2 separate regions of the Sus scrofa genome follow, and region 1 is linked to region 2. Evidence: chromatin contacts called from public HiChIP or PLAC-seq data. All regions are on one chromosome and are shown on one strand. Each heading gives the region's core, a stretch centred on a gene start, on an enhancer-like site or on the middle of the called end of the contact. The rest is flanking DNA. Distances are from core to core; before and after follow the strand shown. Region 1 holds the start of RNASEL (ribonuclease L). Region 2 overlaps RGSL1 (regulator of G-protein signaling protein-like).

Region 1 (3,721 bases), core at 885-3,384, 99 kb after region 2:
TATAAATGACCTATGTTATTACAAAGTGTTTTAAAACATTTCATGGCTGTGCAATATGCCATCAGAGAGTTGTTGCAGTTCCCTATTACCGAGCAGATTTTTCAAGTAACTTTTAGACAAGAGTTTTAAAATGAGAACATCTTCACAATTCTAAATAATGTGGCAGCAAGCAGCTTATTTTAGTTTGCTTTCTTATGACAGAGCTTGTAAGAGATTTCTTTTTTTTTTTTTTTTTTTTTTTGTCTTTTTGTTGTTGTTGTTGTTGTTGTTGCTATTTCTTGGGCCGCTCCCGTGGCATATGGAGGTTCCCAGGCTAGGGGTTGAATCGGAGCTGTAGCCACCGGCCTACGCCAGAGCCACAGCAACGCGGGATCCGAGCCGCGTCTGCAACCTACACCACAGCTCACGGCAACGCCGGATCGTTAACCCACTGAGCAAGGGCAGGGATCGAACCCGCAACCTCATGGTTCTTAGTCGGATTCGTTAACCACTGCGCCACGATGGGAACTCCAAGAGATTTCTTGTGATAGATTTCAAAGAACTGAATGGTCAAAGGCTGTGATTGTTTTTAGGATTCTCAGCCTGTATTACTGATTTTTTTTCCAATGCCATATAAACATACTCTTATCAGAAACAGATGGCCTCTTGGGAGTTCCCGTCGTGGCGCAGTGGTTAACGAATCCAACTAGGAACCATGAGGTTTCGGGTTCGGTCCCTGCCCTTGCTCAGTGGGTTAAGGATTCGGCGTTGTCGTGAGCTGTGGTGTAGGTTGCAGACGCGGCTCGGATCCAGTGTTGCTGTGGCTCTGGTGTAGACCGGTGGCTGCAGCTCCGATTCAACCCCTAGCCTGGGAACCTCCATATGCCGCGGGAGCAGCCCAAGAAATAGCAAAAAAAGACAAAAAAAAAAAAAAAAAAAAAAAAAAAAAAAGAAGAAATAGATGGCCTCTTGAAAACACCAGAACCCTCATTTAATGAGACAAAATGTGTCTTCTGTCAATTTGCATTTCTGGTTGCCATTGCTCGGTGTGTCTCTGACTCTCTGCGGATGTGCTTTCCTATTTTAAGGTAGTATAGGATAGGAGTTCCCTAGTGGCCCGGCAGTTAAGGATTCGGTGTTGTTACTGCTGTGGTGCAGGTTCAGTCCCTGGCCTGAGAACTTGCACAGCTGCAGGTGTGGCTGAAAAAAATTAAGTCATGCAGGGTAGGGGAAAGAGCTAGGCTCTGACCTCAGCAAGATCTACATTTGAGCCCCTGGTTGTCTGACTACTAGACTCTTACTTCCTAATTGTATAACCTTAGATTATTGAGTCTCAATTTTCTGTTTCCTCAAATGTGGCAACGATAAATAAAGTCCCCCCTAGAAAGTGTATTAAAGTAGGGAGGGGGAAATATTAGGCATCCGATAAATGGTAGAGCTAATGATGTCCCCTTATAAAAAGGTTAATAAATCCACCCTCCCCACCCATGTGCATATACCTGCTACACAAATAGGAATCTGGGGTGTTTGTTTTTAGTCCAGCTGCCCTCAGTCACATCAGAGCAATTTAGAACCAGTTCAAATATCAGACAGCAGCAAACTGTTACTTACATATTTAGCGAACTGCATCGGCTACAAAATTCACAAGGCCACCACTTTTCAGCCATCTCACCCCTCTGACATTCTCAAAACTCCCACCTGGGAGAGCCGATCGATCGGATGGGCAGCGTAAGCACAAACACCCGGCAGTGACACCTCTGCTTGTGTAGACAGTTCTGGTGAGGATGGGTGTTGAGGTGGGCTGGAGTAAGTAAAGGAGCAGAGGAGGAAGAAACTCAAAGAAAGCGAGAGCAGAGAACAGAAACAGCTCAGCGAAAGGGCTGCAAGGGGAGAGTCTCGATTTCACTTTCATTTTCTCCAAGTACCAGAGATGCCCGACAAACCAAGCCCACTTGAAAGAAGACTGTGTGGATAGTGACAGAAACCCTGGAATGCTCCCGGGGGTGCAGGTCCTCCGGAGCTGTGTGTCCTTCCTTCCGCCCAGCCCACCCTCGGGAATCGTTCAAAGAAAACACCTTCTCAGGCTTTTCCGGCTCTCTTCCTTCTGCGCACCTTACCTTTTAAATGCAGCCGCCTCCTCCCTCTGGCAGCACTTCATCGTCAAATCCTCTTGCCAGCGGGCAAACAGCGCCTCCTGAGGAAGTCCCTGAGCCAGTGGGCGGGGCCAAAAAAATGTGGAAGGAGGAGGGAGGGCACACTGCACATGCCCACACCCAGGCAGAGGTGGTGGCACCTTTAAACCCCCTAGAGGAAAGGGATGGCTCTTCCCTGGCAGCTGGGCGCTGACTTGACGTCCAGGATCCTGCTGCTCAGCCTTGAGCCTTTCAGGTCCCAGCATCCAGCTCCATCCCAACCATGTTTTCCCAAATCCCTGTCTTTTTGAAGGAGTGAATAGTACCTGCTACCGGAAAAGAAGAATGATGACGATGATGGTGATGGTAGCAGACATTTACATAGCTCTTGCGTGTGCTCAAGTAACTGTTCTGAGCCCTTTATATATATTAAATCACAAAATCTAATCCTTATGAGGTAGCTACTATTTTTGACCCCATTGTACAGATGAGGAAACTGAGGCACGAAATGATTAACTTCCCTTGTTCTAGAGATTCGGGCTGCATCACTGGACAGCATAGAGGAAAATGCCCACCCTCATTCTTATGGGAGAAGCCAGACAACATAAGTATATATAATATGCTTTGTGGTGAAAATGCTGCAGAGAATAATTAGTAGTAATTAATAAGGAGGGTTGGAAATACCAGGATGAGGATTTGCAGTGAAGGGAACTATTTTATAAATAATGAAGATTCAAACTCCACTGTCTAGCACCTGACTAACTTACATCTCTCACCCTTTGGCTCCTTCCTCAATTATTTACGTTTTAAACCTTTCTTTTCCTCATAAAGCAATTTGAATAACCAGGCGAGTTTAAAGGATTTGGGAGCCTGACCTGATGTAGCCACAGGGGGGCAGCAGAGGGTGAGGATGGGCCAGAGCCTTTCAGTGCCACAAGGAAGCAACAGCACTGATTCAGAAATAGCACCAGCTGGCCTGAATTAATGGCTTGACCTTCTGCTTTCTTATCTGGAATTCTGGAGTGCATCTTACATCAGATGAAATATAGCATGGAAACATCTGTACTATACCTGAAAAAGTAGACCTGGAATCCTGGCTTTGAATCACGACTCTTCCATTGTTTTCAAAAAGTCAAATAGTTATCGACTGATGCCTCCTGAGTCCAAGGCCCTGTGCTAAGTACCTGGAATCAGATCATAAGAATAGATAATATTCATGGGACGTTAGTGTGGTGCTAAACACTTTTATTTCATCCCCTGTTCCCTAGGCAGGGTGCATTCTTATTGTCCTCATTTACAGATGAGGGACCCAAGCCTTGGAGAGGCTTATTAACTTCCCAAGGCCATACAGCGAGTGAGCCAGGAGTCCAACCCCAATATTCCTGCTCCACAGCTCCTGCTCTGAATCGCTTTACTGTGGTCTGTTCTGTCCCATCTTATCAGATAATACGGCTCCTGATCTTGAAAGAGAGCGGTTTAGGGAAAGAAAAAGCGCTGTGGAGAGAGAAGTAGTGCTTCCAGTTCGCACGTGAGGCAATCAAGGTAAGAATGGTGTCCCAGAATCACGGAAGTGGCAGAGATTAATTCTCTGCAGTGGACGTCTGGGAAGG
Region 2 (3,711 bases), core at 206-2,705:
TCGCCCACCATGTAGAATACCTACCACTAGTCGCTGATGTTTAGTCCATCGTAGTGATTTACAGTCTTTGGTACAGCATAGTGATTTACCCATCGTGATAACCACCTCCTCATCCTTTCTCTTTCTGAATCACGTCCATACTCACACTAAGTCTTAACTGTTATTTTGACCATCTAGCACTCCTAGAACTGTTGTTGAGGTCCTTCTTTTGATTACCTTATGGTTTATCAAACAGAAAGGTGGGTAGGTTTTTAAGCTTTGTTGAGGTATACTTAATATTAAAAAAAACCTGGAAGTATTTAATGTATACATTGTGATGAGTGTGGCATAAATATATGGTGAAACCATCACCACCATCCTCAAAGGCCATTTCTTCTGCAGGGTCTAGTAGAACAGAGCAGCAGTCTGCACAGAGTGAGGTCTCAAAAGTATTCCTCTGCTTCCAGAACTTCTCTATCCCCGTCTCCCCAAGTGTAGAGCCTGTCAGTTTCTTCTACCTGGACAGATCAACCCCTTGCTCTGTACACACTTCAACCAATGTCCAAGTAAGACCCACGGCTTTCTGGTTCTCATACAAAATAAAATCCAGTGGCTTGTTTATTCTGCACACTTTTCTTTCTGATCCCACAACTATTCTATGAAGTAGGTTCTGAATGGTCACCTAAAACTCAAAACTCTTAAGAAACTGGCTTCAGGTAGCCAGACATTTAGTCCTGTCACATAATGCTGTAGCTGGGTGTCAAGGGCAGTGAAATTCTTGGGAGTATTATTGGGGACCTACAAAAGAATGTGTTTATGCCACTCCTTCTGCTTTTCTCCCTGTCATCCCAGAGTATGGAGAAGCTGGCAAGCTTTCCTCACTTCTGGACATGGCTAAAATATCTATCTGTGTTTAGGATGGAGTAAGGGTGAGGCAGGGATTCTAGAGAATATCCTTCCAGTTTCCCCCTTTGCCCTTTTCCTTTGGTTATGGCCCTATTCTTCCTTGTTAATTTTCTTGTTCCAAAGTTAAGGTGTAGCCAGGGTAAATTGTTTTCTGGCGATTAAGGGCCTCTACTCTCTGGCTTTGGGGGCTTGTGAACATTCTGAGTATCGTAAAGGAGGGAGGTGCTTCCCAGTGTTGTTTACAGGGACCCAGCAGTGTCTCAGAATTTGGGATAGAATGCACGTGTGGGACGTCCAGTGTGTGACGAGGTGGCAGCTCTCCACAGGAGCCCTGCACCTTGCACTAGTGAGACGGTTAAGTAGCGATGTTGCTCTCTACAGGAGATGAGCTGTGGTCCCCAGCATGGAAACACAGTCCTCCTCTGGCACTGGTTCAGCGCCAGGGCTTCTCCTTGCTCCCAGTGACCGTGGAGGTCCATGTTTCCCCTGGAGGTTCTGCCCTGTTCCTGGTTGTCACCTCTGGGTCCCATCGTGTTGTTTCTTGCCCGGAACCTTGGGTGTCTTTGCAGGCCACGCCCAGCCTTGCAGCTCTTCCTTCCTGTGGCCTAGTTGAAACTCCTCTGGTGCCCTGAGGTGGGGGTGATAGAGAATCTGTTTTTCCTCTTCAGTCTGTTCTAGTGATTCAGCAAAACTGTTTTCTACTTTACTCAGGCCTCCTCTTTTTCATATTAAAAGCATATTTTGAATTTTTTAATCTAATAATTGATTTTTCTTCGCTAGTACAATCTGACCTCATTCTGAGGCAATGTGTATCTATCTATCTATCTATCTCTCTCTATATATATATATAGATTTTTTTTTTTTTTTTTTTTGCTTTTTAGAGCCACACCCATGGCATATGGAAGTTCCCAGGCTAGGGGTCGAATCGGAGCTACAGCTGCCAGCCCACACCACAGCCACAGCAACTCGGGATCTGAGCCATGTCTGTGACCTACACCACAGCTCAGGGCAACGCCGGATCCCCAACCCACTGAGCTAGGCCACGGATCAAACCTGCATTCTCATGGACACTAGTTTGATTTGTTTCTGCTTCACCACAACAGGAACTCCCACTGAAGCAATATCTTTTACTAATTAGGAAAAAAAGTTACATACAAGGGCAGAAAAGCAAACCCCAAATATTACTGTTTCAAGGCATTATCTCTCTAGGAAGGTAAAAGTTGAAGAGATACCAAAGACAATTTTTGATAGATCTGTCTCATTTCTGAGTACCTGTGAGGTCCCGTGAGATACTAATGAGCTCATCTCTCGTAGTAAATGAATGCCTCCAAATATTATGTCTTACAACATGTACCTTTTTTTTTTTTTTTTTTTTTTTTTTTTGGCCATGCCCATGGTGTGCGGAAGTTCCCAGTCCAGGAATCAAACCTGTGCCCCTGCAGTGACTCCAGCCACAGTGGTGACAAGGATGGATCCTTAACCCAATAGGTCACTAGGGAACTTCATCACAAGATGTATCTTTGAGGTAAAATAATAAATAGTAGCAGGCACCTTCAAAGCCACAAAGGATTAATACTGAGGCTAGATAACAATAGTGGACTAGACAGGCCTGCCGTTTAGGTGATAAAGAACTTTCTGTATTCTTCATATCCCAGTAGGTATGAGCACTCTGACAATAACCCTAATCACATTGGAATGTAAAATCAGTTGAAAATAAATCTGGGAAAAAAACAAAAATAAAAAAACAAGTAGAATTTTGGAGTGAAAGGTGTAATCTTTACCACAATCCACCAGAGGGCACTATCTTTCCATAGGCTGGGAAAGGGGCACTGGCCCTCCATTTATACTGAGGTATCGATTTTAAAGAAATGAAGGATGAAGAAGAGGGTAGAAAAATACATAAGCATCTAGTAAACATAATGAAAGTCTGTTTCCTGTTAAACTTAGATGTGTGGACATGAATAAATATGGAACAAAATGTTTGCAGTTGCTTATATTGCAGTCACTATCCAATAAGTATTGTACACATTTAATCAATTAATATTAAGCTTTTAAACTTGGCATATAGAATTACTTATGCATAATTTTATTTATAATTGCTTTCATTTGCTCATTATTTTTCAATGAAATTTGACAAACCAAAATTTACTAAACAGAGACTGTTTTCCCATTTTGTTAATTAAAATTCCTTAGACATTTCATATCATAATTGAAAATATGATTTAAGGAATTCTCTTTGGTACAGTGGGTTAAGGATCTGGCATTGTCACTGCAGTGGCTTGGGTCACTGTTCTGTGGCACAGGTTCGATTCTTGGCCTGGGAACATCCACATACTGTGGGCGCAACCAAAAAAAAAGAAGAAGAAGAAGTAGAAGGAGAAGAAAATATGATTTAAAAATACTTTAAATACCTAAGAAGGCAGATTTACAAAGCTAACAAAGAAAGTTCTTCTCCTAAGAACTTAAGAAGGCTCTTGTAAATTTAATGTCAGATTTTAAAATAAATGCAAAACAAAATTTAAGCATTTTATTCAATAAAAAACATACACAAAATACACATTTTAAGTATATTTGCATGAATAAAACTTAAGCAGAGAGAAACATTTTTATATGCTTGGGTTTAAATCTACCAACACAACCAAAATAATTAAAATTACTGTCTCTAAACTACTTGTGTCTTCTTGTCTAAAATTTATTTCTAAGGGCATTAGAATACATTTTTCACGTGAAGGGGAGGTTTGATTTACTGGCACATGTGAAATAACATGGGCTCTTGAATCACATAGGCAGGGTCTAATCTCACTGTTGCATTTACTGTCTTTCATT

The links. HiChIP or PLAC-seq counts read pairs in DNA pulled down with a chosen protein or histone mark.
Region 1: a contact with region 2 is called in an H3K27ac HiChIP or PLAC-seq map of alveolar macrophages. The contact joins the promoter of RNASEL here to the enhancer-like site in region 2. A contact is called at or near these places in 1 of 5 promoter capture datasets (liver), 17 of 47 Hi-C or Micro-C datasets (alveolar macrophages, embryonic fibroblasts, epiblast stem cells and 8 more) and 2 of 2 datasets of contacts at active chromatin or transcription factors (alveolar macrophages and skeletal muscle).

Annotation. Positions count from the first base shown.
Region 1 is chr9:123,908,252-123,911,972 of Sscrofa11.1, forward strand. It overlaps RNASEL (ribonuclease L), which reads right to left and starts at 2,135. Exons shown (of 7, transcript NM_001097512.1): 1 at 2,097-2,135. All of the region lies in intron 2 of LOC110255523 (a long non-coding RNA gene), which reads left to right.
Region 2 is chr9:123,810,011-123,813,721 of Sscrofa11.1, forward strand. All of the region lies in intron 1 of RGSL1 (regulator of G-protein signaling protein-like), which reads left to right. Among named protein-coding and RNA genes, the nearest start is that of TEDDM1, 39 kb to the left of the region's middle. Within about 2 kb of position 1,456, at least 4 of the 83 cell types and tissues checked have an H3K27ac peak or open chromatin away from gene starts, as enhancers often do. A contact at or near this core is called in alveolar macrophages, where this site is marked.